Linked DNA regions of Sus scrofa: region 1 is linked to region 2. The links are chromatin contacts, called in public promoter capture Hi-C maps. All regions are on one chromosome and are shown on one strand. The core of a region is the stretch at or near the end of the contact, and the rest is flanking DNA. Distances in the headings are between cores, read along the strand shown.

What was found. Promoter capture Hi-C pulls out the DNA fragments that hold promoters and counts their contacts.
Region 1: a contact with region 2 is called in a promoter capture Hi-C map of liver, with 2.2 times the contacts expected there. The contact joins the promoter of MTA2 here to the promoter of TAF6L in region 2. A contact is called at or near these places in 1 of 5 promoter capture datasets (liver) and 1 of 2 datasets of contacts at active chromatin or transcription factors (alveolar macrophages).

Annotation. Positions count from the first base shown.
Region 1 is chr2:9,133,411-9,139,457 of Sscrofa11.1, forward strand. It overlaps MTA2 (metastasis-associated protein MTA2), which reads left to right and starts at 4,408. Exons shown (of 18, transcript XM_003122622.5): 1 at 4,408-5,023; 2 at 5,752-5,819. The coding sequence starts at 4,996. It overlaps EML3 (echinoderm microtubule-associated protein-like 3), which reads left to right. Exons shown (of 22, transcript XM_003122621.4): 13 at 179-330; 14 at 413-538; 15 at 638-769; 16 at 1,370-1,437; 17 at 2,088-2,176; 18 at 2,248-2,345; 19 at 2,464-2,551; 20 at 3,221-3,319; 21 at 3,584-3,714; 22 at 3,803-4,241. The coding sequence ends at 4,006.
Region 2 is chr2:8,997,387-9,003,487 of Sscrofa11.1, forward strand. TAF6L (TAF6-like RNA polymerase II p300/CBP-associated factor-associated factor 65 kDa subunit 6L) reads right to left here and starts at 2,604. Exons shown (of 17, transcript XM_021082913.1): 1 at 2,432-2,604; 2 at 1,867-1,926. The coding sequence starts at 1,874.

The DNA.
Region 1 (6,047 bases), core at 3,158-5,657, 140 kb after region 2:
GCCTTTAGGAAGTTACTTCACTTCTTTGAGCCCTGGGAGAAGGGCTGAGGCTCAGAGACACCATCCAGTAGGCAGCCAACAGCCAGGTGTTCCTACTCGATTGTGACGGCCTGGGCTGCTCCTGTTCCCCACGTCCCTGCACCCCAAAAGCGTGACCCAGCCAGGACTTTGCCAACAGAGACCTACGGGATTGTGGCCCAGGCCCACGCTCACGAAGGGTCCATCTTCGCCCTGTGTCTCCGGCGGGACGGGACCGTGCTGAGTGGTGGTGGGCGGGACCGCCGGCTGGTCCAGTGGGGGCCCGGGTTGGTGGCCCTCCAGGAGGCTGAGGTGAGGCCTGGGCCGGGGACAGAGGAAGGAGGGGGAAGAGGAATGGTCAGTGGCGCTCTAACTTTCTGCCACCACCCTGCAGATTCCGGAACACTTTGGGGCCGTGCGGGCCATCGCAGAGGGGCCTGGCTCTGAGCTGCTGGTGGGGACCACGAAGAATGCGTTGCTGAGGGGAGATCTGGCTCAGGGCTTCTCCCCTGTAATCCAGGTTGGCGGGGGGGCGGGGCACGGGGGCAAGGGCTCCAGGAAGCAGGGAGGGGAGAGCTTTTGGGGAGCCGCAGAGGTGACAGCCCATACTCTGCTGCAGGGTCACACGGATGAGCTCTGGGGGCTCTGCACGCATCCCTTCCAGAACCGATTCCTCACCTGTGGCCATGACCGGCAGCTCTGCCTGTGGGATGGGGAGGCCCATGCACTGGCCTGGAGCCTTGATCTCAAGGTAGGCTCTGTGTCCCTGGATCCTCCTTGTCACCCCCACCATGACTCCTGTGGTCACCCCTCCTTCGCCAACATCCCCTTCTCTTCTGCTCCCAGAGGCAGCCAGTTTGTACTGGTGTGGCTGTACCGGCAGCTAAAATGTTCATTCTTCTGTACAGATGCCTCCAGCGGCCCCTCAGCACTGCCCTCCCTCAGCCCCTAGACCTCCCCCTGCCTCCACCCCAGGCCTCCTGTCCCTCTCCTCATTGAGAGGAGGAGGCTTTAGTGTTTTTTCCTTTTTGCCATTTCTAGGGCTGTTCCTGCGGCATATGGAGGTTCCCAGGCTAGGAGTCTGATCGGAGCTGTAGCTGCCAGCCTACGACAGAGCCACAGCAACGCAGGATCCAAGCCGCGTCTGCGATCTCACGGCAACACCAGATCCTTAACCCACAGTGCGAGGTTGGGGATCGAACCCACAATCTCATGGTTCCTAGTCGGATTTGTTAACCACTGCGCCACGACGGGAACACCGAGGAGGCTTTAGTGTTATCAGGATGACAGGGTATCCACCTTGGTTCCCTAGAAAGGCATCTCCCTGAATTCACTTTCTGCCTTCTCCCAGGAAACTGGTCTCTGTGCCGACTTCCACCCCAGTGGTGCAGTTGTGGCTGTGGGACTGAATACGGGGAGGTGAGAGGGAGCTGGGACTCCTGGGAGGGGAAAGCAGGAGGTATGGGAAGGGTTTCTGGGAATGGGGTGTGTGTGTGGGAGTGTGATCAGTGCCTGCTCAGGAGCCCCAACTGCACCTTCCTGCTCCTCAGTGCTTTTCCCTGTAGCCCGGGTCTCCCCTGTGGCAACTGTCACCACATCCTCCCTTCTAAGCCTGCGAGTGGAGGAGGTGGCAGCTCGGAGCAGAGAAGCAGCAGGGATGGAAGGGACCTAGTGAGGACTGACACAGGGAAGTGACAAACTTAGAGACGCCACAAAGCCCTTGTAGTTGGGCCCCTGTACCCCCAGCTGCCTTTGATCTGCCCTTAGCCCCCTGCTACTTCCCAGCATAAGAATGCAATGGCAGGAGTTCCCTGGTGGCATAGTAGGTTAAGGATCCAGCTTTGTCACTGCTGTGGTTCAGGCTCCTGCTCTGGCATGGGTTCAATCCCTGGGCCAGGAATTTCTGCATACCTCAGGCACAGCCAAAAAAATGCAATGGCAACCTCCCTGTCTGCATCATAGCTTTTCTGGGGGTACCTCTGGGGCACGCGGACTTGCTCACCACCACCCTGCCCAGGACAGGGATCCTCACACCTGCTTTCTGCCCCCCGCCCCCCCCGCGCTTCCAGGTGGCTGGTTTTGGACACAGAGACTCGGGAGATTGTGTCTGACATCACTGATGGCAACGAGCAGCTCTCAGTGGTCCGGTACAGCCCAGGTGGGAGCCACCCCGACCCCGGACCTAGACTCGCCCCTTGCCCTTCCCCCTCTAAGTGACTGTCTTTGTAGATGGGTTGTACCTGGCCATCGGTTCCCATGACAACATGATCTACATCTATAGCGTTTCCAGTGATGGTGCCAAGTCCAGCCGCTTTGGCCGCTGTGTGGTGAGGAAGCTGGGGTGGAGGGTGGGGCAGTGACATAGCAGGTAAACTAATACACTTCAGGAGGGTTGGGGAGGGGAACTGCTGGCCGCATTTTTAGTCTTTTGACCCTTGCTCCCAGGGTCACTCCAGCTTCATCACGCATCTTGACTGGTCCAAGGATGGGAACTTCATCATGTCCAATTCTGGGGACTATGAGATCCTTTACTGTGAGTGACAGTAGGGGAGGGCACAGGGAGAGGGTACTTGGGGTGGGTTTTATTTGTGTGGGGGGCTCCCAGTTGGGAGGGGATGAAGGGCGATGTGGGGAGCTCCAAGTGGAGGGGCTGTCAGAGAGGGGGTGGAGATAGGTCTGAAGTGGAGTCAGAATTTTACACATAGGAGAAATTCTGTCATTTGGACCAAAAAAACCCCACACCTACAGTTTTACACTATGTCTTGACCCGCAAAGGCCTTGAGGGAGTTGAAAAACGCACTAAGAAAAGATTGTTTTGGAAAAGTTTCTCCAGACAGGTGTGGAGGGATTGACTTATCTAGGGAGGAGGAACTGGGGAGGAACTATTGGGAGAACTTCAGCTGAGAACTCTGGAAGCACACGGGAAGTTCCCCCTGGAACAGTGTGGTAAAGATCCAGCCTTGTCACTGCTGTGGCTCTGGTTGCTGCTGTGGCAGGGGTTCCATAGATGGCCCAGGAACTTCTGCATGTCACAGGTGCAGCCAAAGAGGAAGCACGTGGGCTGAGTTTTGCCCTGAACTGAGGGCTACCATGGGGACCAGATCACATGCCAGTGCCTCAAGTATTTCCAACTTGGCCTTCTATGGCATCTTCCAGCTGAGGGCAGGGTGAGACCTGATCTGGGTGGGCTCCCTCTCCCCAGGGGACGTGGCTGGAGGCTGTAAGCTGCTGAGGAATCGCTATGACAGCCGAGACCGGGAGTGGGCCACCTACACCTGCGTGCTGGGCTTTCATGTCTATGGTGAGCAGGGACGCAGGGCCCCAGAACTATGCCTCGAGAGTCGGGGGACAAGGTGCAGACTGCCCGGGGCTCGGAATGCTGGGCATGTGTGGAGGGATGGGCAGATCCAGCCCTGGGGGGCCCCTCCAGCAGGCCCTTGGGACCGGGAAAGATTGCCTGGAACGCGGCTGGTGGGTGGCGGGACTGACTGAGCGCTGGAATTGGTGCAGCTCTGGGCTGTGGGTGGTGGCGGGGAGGCAGGGCTAAGGCCGACGGCTGTGCTAGGCGTGTGGCCGGATGGCTCTGATGGAACCGACATCAACTCCCTGTGCCGTTCCCACAATGAGCGCGTGGTGGCTGTGGCCGACGACTTCTGCAAAGTGCACCTCTTCCAGTACCCGTGCGCGCGCGCCAAGGTGAGAGGCCTCCCAGGGCCTCCGGGGACGGCAGGTCAGGGCCCTGGGGCTCCACGGCCGCTGCAGCTCGACCTTCCCTCCTGCCCAGGCGCCGAGCCTCGTGTACGGCGGTCACGGCAGCCACGTGACCAGCGTCCGGTTCACGTACGACGACTCGCACCTCGTCTCGCTGGGCGGCAAGGACGCCAGCATCTTCCAGTGGCGAGTGCTGGGCGCTGGGAGCGCGGGGCAGGCGCCTGCCACGCCCTCTCGAACTCCCTCGCTGTCCCCCGCCTCCTCTCTCGACGTCTGACCGCTGCCCGACGGGACCCACCGGCCCTGCAGCGTGGCCCCGCCCCGCCCAAGTTTCCCAGGACCCGGGCCGACCCAGTCCTAGACTTCGAGACATTCCCGAAAGCTCATTTCCCTGCAGGGGGCGAACGGCACCCCTGCACACACTGTAAAGACCCGCTGGCTGAGCCGGGCAGCCCCAGCCTGGGCCCTGACTCCCGCTACCTGCTGAGGGGCAATAAACCAAAAGCAAAGTCGCCTCCCGGTCCTTTTGTCGGGCGCGGCTGGGCGCCTCGGGGCTCTGTGGGGTGGGGTGAAGGAAAAGGGGAATGCGGAAAGGGTGAGGGAGAGTAGACCTTTCATGCAAATAACAGGCAAAGCCGCTTGCAAATAACCCCGCGGAGTGCGGAGGCGCTACGAGTCTTTCGCCGCCGCGGGACTCGGGCGAGGAGAGAGTTAAGCCCAACTCCTCTCTCGCCCTCGGAGGCGGGGCCGAGCCGCAACGGAAATAACCGAGCGCCGGGACGCGATTGGCCGGAGGGAGCCGAACTTCTTCCGGAAGTAGCCGAGCTTTGAGGTCTCGCTCTCCGACCGGACCCGAGCGCTGGGCCTTGTTCTCCGGATCCGCCGAAGGTGTTCCGGAAGGAGGCGAACCCCGAGGCGGGCAGGGCAAGCCTTCGCGGCGGCCCGCAAAGTCCAACGTCTAGTGGGGCTCGGCGAGGGCGGGAGAGCTGGAGCCTGGCCCGGTCCGGCGGGAGCCGAGCTCGTTCCGGAAGAAGCCGAGCGGACCGGCTACGGCCTCGGCGTCCCGGGCGTGAGGCGATAGAGGCGGTGGCGACAGCGCGGGCCGGGATGAACCGCGACGGCTGAGGTGGCGGAGGTGCCGGCTGCGCGAGCCAGACAGAGACTTCTGCGAAGCGCCAGCCCCACGCTCAGGGCTTCGCTTCGAGCCCTGCCCCCGCGAGCCTCCCGGACCCCTTTGTGCGGCCGGAGGCGGCGGCGGGAACGGCCATGGCGGCCAACATGTACCGAGTGGGGGGTAAGTACCGGGCGTAGGGGCTGCGGGGCCCGGGGCGAGAGAGGTCGGGGGCCGGGACCGGAGAGGCTTGGCGCCCGGCGGCACGGGGAGTCGCGTCTGGGGCGGCGTGGTCCGGAGCGCGGACCGGAACCGGAACCGGTCGCACGGGGAGCGAGGGCGCGGGGACCGCGACGCGGCGGGTCACCGAGACTGCCGGAGAGACTTCGGGCGGCCCGACGGCACTCGCAGGGCTGCGCCTGGCGCCGCCGGGGTCGCGGGGTGGGCTTGGGAAAGTGGTTCCGAAGGAGCTGACAGGGCAGGCTAGGGGGCGCGAAGGGCCGGGGCGACCGCTTTGCCATCTGCGGGGGAGCAGCCGGGAGGCTTCCTCTCCCCAGGCGTTATTGTGCGCCTGGGTTCGCAAAGGTGGGGGCCCTGCGCTGGAGTGAACAATTGTTCGCTTGGCCGACACCGGGTGCAACTCCATCGCTGAGTTGCGGCGCCTGCTGGGGAACCCCCTGCTTCTGGGCTCCTCCTTAAGGCTCACTTTTGGGTGGTTAGGGGTGGCGGGTGGGGCACCCCTCCCTTACGTTCTGTTAGTCTCTCCACTTCCACATTTCAGCGACTTCTCTGCCTAGACCCTTTTCTCCTTTGGGTCCACTCAGGCCTCCTTTTCGTTCCTCCTACTCTCGTGCTCGGCTCTCCCATCCGCTCCTCTGATCTTCCCGGTTCTTCCCCACCCCCTCCTACAGATTACGTCTATTTTGAGAACTCCTCCAGCAATCCTTACCTGGTGAGAAGGATTGAAGAGCTCAACAAGGTGAGTGGAGCAGAGTCTTCTGGGCTCCCCCCCCCCCCCCCCCCCCCCCCGCCCAGTCCCTCCCCTGGTCTCTAACTTCAGGTGAATGAGAGAGGGAGGGAAAGAGGAAGAGAGCAGGAGAACATGAAGCCTGTTCTAAGTATTCATTCATATTCATTCATTCATTTGTTCATCCCATGCATTCAGGAAAGGCTCTTGACACCTTAGAGGATCTTGACTGTTCTATAA
Region 2 (6,101 bases), core at 1,354-3,853:
TTGAACTGGGGGTTGCAGCTGCCGGCCTACACCGCAGCCACAGAGATGCTGGATCAAAGCCGTGTCTGCGACCTACACTACAGGTCATGACAACACTGGATCCATAACCCACTGAGCAAGGCTAGGGATCAAACCCACGTCCCCATGGATACTAGTCGGATTCTTAATCCACTGAGCCATAGCAGGGACTCCCATGTTTTCTTCTTTCTGATGCTTGCTATAACCACTACGTACTAAACACTGATGAAAACAAGATTTTACCCTGACAGTCCCTTGCTCAAAAGTCTTCAATACTTCTCCACAACTCATAAAAGGAAAGCCTCAACTCCCTGGCTTGACATTCTGTGTTAGGTCCCAAATCCGCACAGCCGGGGAGTTCCCACTGTGGCTCAGCAGGTTACAAACCTGACTAGTATCCATGAGGACACAAGTTTAATCCCTGCAGTGTAGGTTGCAGACTCGGCTCAGATCTGGTGTTGCTGTGGCTGTGGTGTAGGCCGGCAGCTGCAGTTCCAATTTGACTCCTAGCCTGGGAACTTCTGCATGCTACAGGTGCAGCCCTAAAAAGCAAAAAATAAAAAAAGTCTTCAGTACTTCTCCACAACTCATAAAAGCAAAGTCTCAACTCCCTGGCTTGACATTCTGTGTTTGGTCCCAACTCCTCAGAGCTGTTCAAACTGATCCTCCCTCCCAGTAAGGCCAGCCTCGTGTCTCCCAGCCTACCTCGTACCCCACCGCCAGTGCTCGGGCTGATCTGTCTCCCTCTCTCCACCAAGCACCCACCCCTCATCTTTCCCAAGGCAAATCCAGTCTCTCCTTTGAGGTCTTCCTGTCCCATATGCCATCTGAGACCATCAGGCTTTTAGTCGCTGGGCTTTTTGCCCATGTGTCTGGTCTTCCCCAGTTTGGCTTCAAGGCCTGAAAGCAGGAACCTGCTCTTCCGTTCACAGGATATGGCAGAATAAGAACCCAACAAAAACAGCAGCTGCTGACCGACTCCAGCCACACATACACAGCACAACCAGAAGGCTGGCCCTCATGGGCCAAAGTCAGACACCAGCACCACAGGCAGCAAGGCCTAGTTTCACGGTCACCCTCCTGGGCGCTGCCCCACCACTCTTCTCCAGCAGAGCTCCCTGGGTCACCAGTGACCTCCAGGTCCCTAAATCCAGCAGGCACCCTATTTGGCCTCTCCACAGCATTTCTCCCAATGACTCCCCATTGCCTTTGGAATAAAAATAAACCTGCACCATGGCTCCAAGGCCCCACATGCACCTACGTGTGCAGACATCTCTTTCCAGTCTCTCACGTGTTCTGCATTCCCTTGGCCTCTTTCCATTTCCTCAAAAACACCTTATTTCAGGACATTCATACATTCTGTTTCCTCTCCTTTTTTGTTTCTGTTTTGCTTTTTAGGGCTGCACCTGTGGCATATGGAAGTTCCCAGGCTAGGGGCTGAACCAGAGCTTCAGCTGCCAGCCTACACCACAACTACAGCAACACCAGATCTGAGCCATGTCTGCAACCCACACCACAGCTCACGGCAATGCCGGATCCTTAACCCACTGACCAAGGCCAAGGATTGAACCCTATCCAGATCCTTCTTAACCTGCTGAGCCAGGACAAAAACTGTTTCTGCTCCTTGAAACACTTTCCTCCTCTACCCTGCAATGTTTGTCCAGTGATCTCAGTTCAAATGTCACTTGCCCAGGGAAGTCTTCTCAGACCCACACAATGTGCTGGTACCTTGCCTTCAAAAGCAGTTATCAGTTTGTAATTATATATTTGCATAATTTTTTGATTAACATCTATCTCCCCACTGGATGGTAAGTTCCATAATGGCAAAAATCATGCCTGTTGGCTCACCTTTGCATCCCCAGCGTCAGGCACGGTGTCAGCACATAACACGCCCTCAATAAACACTTGCTGAAAAAAATGAAGAACAGCGATTTTTTTCTAAGCACATACTATGCCTGAGACATTGAGCTAAGTGTTTTATATGGCTTACACCTCATTTCGTCCACATTAACAATGAGATAGGTATTACATAAGTACTGTCTATTTTACAGCCAAGGAAATCAAAACTCAGGTTAAAAGTTACATGATTTTCCCAAGATCATGGATAGAGAGCAGGAACTCAACTCTCGTTATTAATCATGAGGAGCAGCGGGCTGTGTGGGAACAAGGCCTGGATTCCCAGCCCGGAGCCTTGGCGTTGCAGACCCGCCAATGGATAACTGTAAAGTCTCTTTCTCCATCTGTAAAATGGGAGCAAGAATGCCCCCGGAAGGCGCTACGGGAGTTTCCTTATTATACGCCCACATTATAACCCACAAAGTCTGGGCTCTGACCTAGGTCTCCCGCTCCTCATCCTCCTCTCCTCCACATCCTCAGCCACTGGACACACTGGTAAAGAGGCGTGGGAACTGACCTCCACCGGTGTCCGAAATGCGCATCCTCCCACCCACTCTCGCCGAATCCCTGGTCTAGAGGTGGTGGGGTAGGGAGGAGGAGGTCAGAGGTTACCGAACTTGGGTCACGTGGTCAATGAAGGGGGCGGGCCCCCAGTGGAGCGGGCTTCCAGGCCGGTGAGCGCGCGGACCGCGGGGGGACCGAGTTCAGAAGGCCTGCTCACCTGAGGGCTTCGGCACGGGCGAAAGCGGATATCGAGACGACACTGGCAGTGGCTGCGGCCCCGACTCACCCTGGTCTCACTAATTCCCTCGCTCGGAACCCAGGCCCCGCCCTCCCCGAACACAGCCAATCCACGAGCGCTTCGAGAAGTTCCCGCCCTCCGAGAGGCTTCCCGCCACGCGATTGGCCGCTGTGATGGCTGTGGTAAAGACTCTGGGCGCCAGGGGTCACGTGACACTGAAGAGTAGCGCTTCTTAAAGCAACAGCTAATGGGAGTTTCGAGGGGTGTGCGTTTTACCAAGCGTGTTCTCAAGGAAAACGTCCCCATTCCCTTGTCTGCGCCTGAGTTTCCGAGCATTTGTATTTATGCGAATGCTTTGAGGCTTTAGACCCTGGCGCCTGCCTTAGTTTTCCTTCCGGCTTGATGGGGCTCAACTTACCTGTCAAACAAACCTTGCTACTTCCCCTTCCCGAAGGATGGATGGGGCTCTTGGTAGATATTCTTTGCAGGCAGAAGGGTCTTCTGATTGGGGCAAACACCTGGTGCAAGATCCAGCCTCCAGGACACCATATCTCGTATCCTCGTTTCAGTTCAATAAGCCAAATGCAAACCCTTACCTACCTCGCAGACTTCTTGACCATTTTACACGCACACTTTCCCGAACTTTGTCAATTCCCAGTTGAAAAGCAGTGGGCTTAGTGAAGAATGGTATTTGGAGTCACACCGACAGGGGCTCATTCTCTGAGTCTGCTTTTGAGCAAATTACCTAATTACATTTCCCCCCATCTACGAAATGGAGTAATAATACCCACCACATAGGGCTGTTACAGACGAAAGGAGATAATGTAGGTTTACACTTGGTAGTTGAACTTTCGCTGACATATCGAGAGGCCGTGGATTAATTCCTTTGTTGATTCCGGTGGGACTGTTTACAATGGGGTATTTATCATAGAGAGGTTTCTGCAGGGGAGCATGAATGTACACATCCTTGCCCTTCCTCCCTCTCAGGGATAGATAGATGCTGCTGCTGCCTCTAGAAAAGATCCTCTGAGACCCAAGCCGAGAAAGCCAGATGGACAGGATGGGAGTTGCCATAGCAACACCACTTAAGAAGAATGTGACCCCATGGAGTCCCTTCCAGTCCTATTCGGAATGAAGTGAGGAAGGGAGTTCCCATCATGGCTCAGCTAGTTAAGAATCCGACTAGTAACCATGAGAATGCGCGTTCCATCCCTGGCCTCACTCCCTGGATTAATGATCCAGCATTGCCGCAAGCTGCGCCATAGTGCACAGATGCAGCTCAGATCCAGTGTTGCTGTGGCTGTGGCATAAGCTGACAGCTGCAGCTCTGATTTGACACCTAGCCTGGGAACTTCCGTATGCCATGGGTGTGGCCCTAAAAAGGAAAAATAAAATAAAATGTAAAAATAATTTTAAATAGAGAGGAAGGCCTGGAGGTGGAGGATGCAGTGAAGCTGCATCCAAGCTGTCTTGGGGCTATTTGCCCCCAGCTTGAATCAAGGCAGGGGCCAAGGAAAGCAGTAATGAGGAACACATGGCCACAGATGGGAGAAAGGTGGCTCCCACTCGCTCCCCAGCCACCCAATGCCTGGCAAGAAGAGCTTGATGGTTTTGGAATTATTATTTTTTTTTTTTTAACGGTGTAAAGGATATAGGATACCAGGCACGTACTCCTGTTACTTTTTTTTTTTTGTCTTTTGTCTTTTTTTGTTGTTGTTGTTGTTGTTATTGTTGCTATTTCTTGGGCCGCTCCCGCGGCACATGGAGGTTCCCAGGCTAGGGGTCGAATCGGAGCTGTAGCCACCGGCCTACGCCAGAGCCACAGCAACTCGGGATCTGAGCCGCGTCTGCAACCTACACCACAGCTCACGGCTACACCACAGCTCACGGCAACGCCGGATCGTTAACCCACTGAGCAAGGGCAGGGATCGAACCCGCAACCTCATGGTTCCTAGTCGGATTCGTTAACCACTGCGCCACGACGGGAACTCCTCCTGTTACTTTTAAGCCTGTGACCTCTATATGAGGGCGTAACTTTCAGACTTCACCGGTACCAAAACTTAAAAGATAGCAGAGTCCTGGAGACCAGCTCCAGGCCATCCCCACTCAGTTCCCCATGCAGTGCCAGCCTTCCCAGTGTCACATCCCACTTCCTCACCAGCAGTTCCATGAGCTGCTTCTCTATCCATCAGTCTCTTTCTTTCAGGCTTAGTATTACTTCCGGGATATCCAAGACATAATTTACGGATGCATGGTGATTCCATTTGAGAACTTGGGGTGTTTACTCTGAGACACGTGTGTTTAGGGCCCAGGGAATAGCCTCACAACCTGTGTAATCAACTCAGTGTCGTGAAGTTGGGCCACAATTTGAACATTGTTTCTGTGGGAAAATTCATTGCAAATCCAGCACAGAAATTTTCCTGGATTCAATATACCTGGGAAACCCAGCACAGTGCTGTGAGCTAGAGATACAAAAATGAAAGGTATGCATGTGAATCTATAATTACCTCAATAAAATAACTGAAATTCTATATAATAAAAAAGTGAAAGGGGGTGTTCCCATCATGGCTCAGCAGAAATGAATCTGACTAGTATCTATGAGGATGCAGTTTCGATCCCTGGCCTCGCTCAGTGGGTTAAGGATCTGGTGTTGCCATGAGCTGTGGTGTAGGTTGCAGAGGAGGCTAGGATCTGGCATTGCTGTGGCTGTGGTGTAGGCCAGCGGCTACAGCTCTGACGTGACCCCTAGCCTGGGAACCTCCATATGCCGTGAGTGCAGCCCTAAAAAGACAAAAAAAAAAAAGAAAGAAAAGGGAGACAATGACAAAATAATGTTTTGTGACACACTAAAGAGGAATGAATGGAAGAGCCTATGTCTGCCCAGGAGTGGTGAGGTGAGAGGAAAGGGAAATACACTCAAATGCCTTTTCCTTACCAGGTATTAGGTACTATTCTGGATGCTTCATATCAGGTTTTCCAGAACTTGGCACTACTGACATTTGGGGACAGATGATTATTTGTGTGGGGGGCTGTCCGTGGAATCTACCTGTCTTCGTATGGGTTAGCAGCATCCTTGGAATCGACCCCCTAGATACCAACAGCATCCCCCACCCAGCTGAGACAACCAAAGGTGTCATTGCCAAATGTCCGCTGGAGGCCAAATGCAACCCAGTTGATAATCATGACTTTATATGCCTCATAGAACAACAAATAATTACAGTTAACAGCTGAGCACCTATCATGGGCCAGGCTCTTTGCCAGCTACTTGCACATATGATCTCCGATATGAGCAGCAACCGTCCACAGAGGGTGCTATGACCATTTGACAATGAGGAAACATAAAGTCACCCAGCTAGGACCGAAACCCAACTCTCTATCAACGCAATACCATACTGTCTACTACACAGCTCTGCTTCCCAAAGAAGTCAAGGAAAGTGGCAAAAAA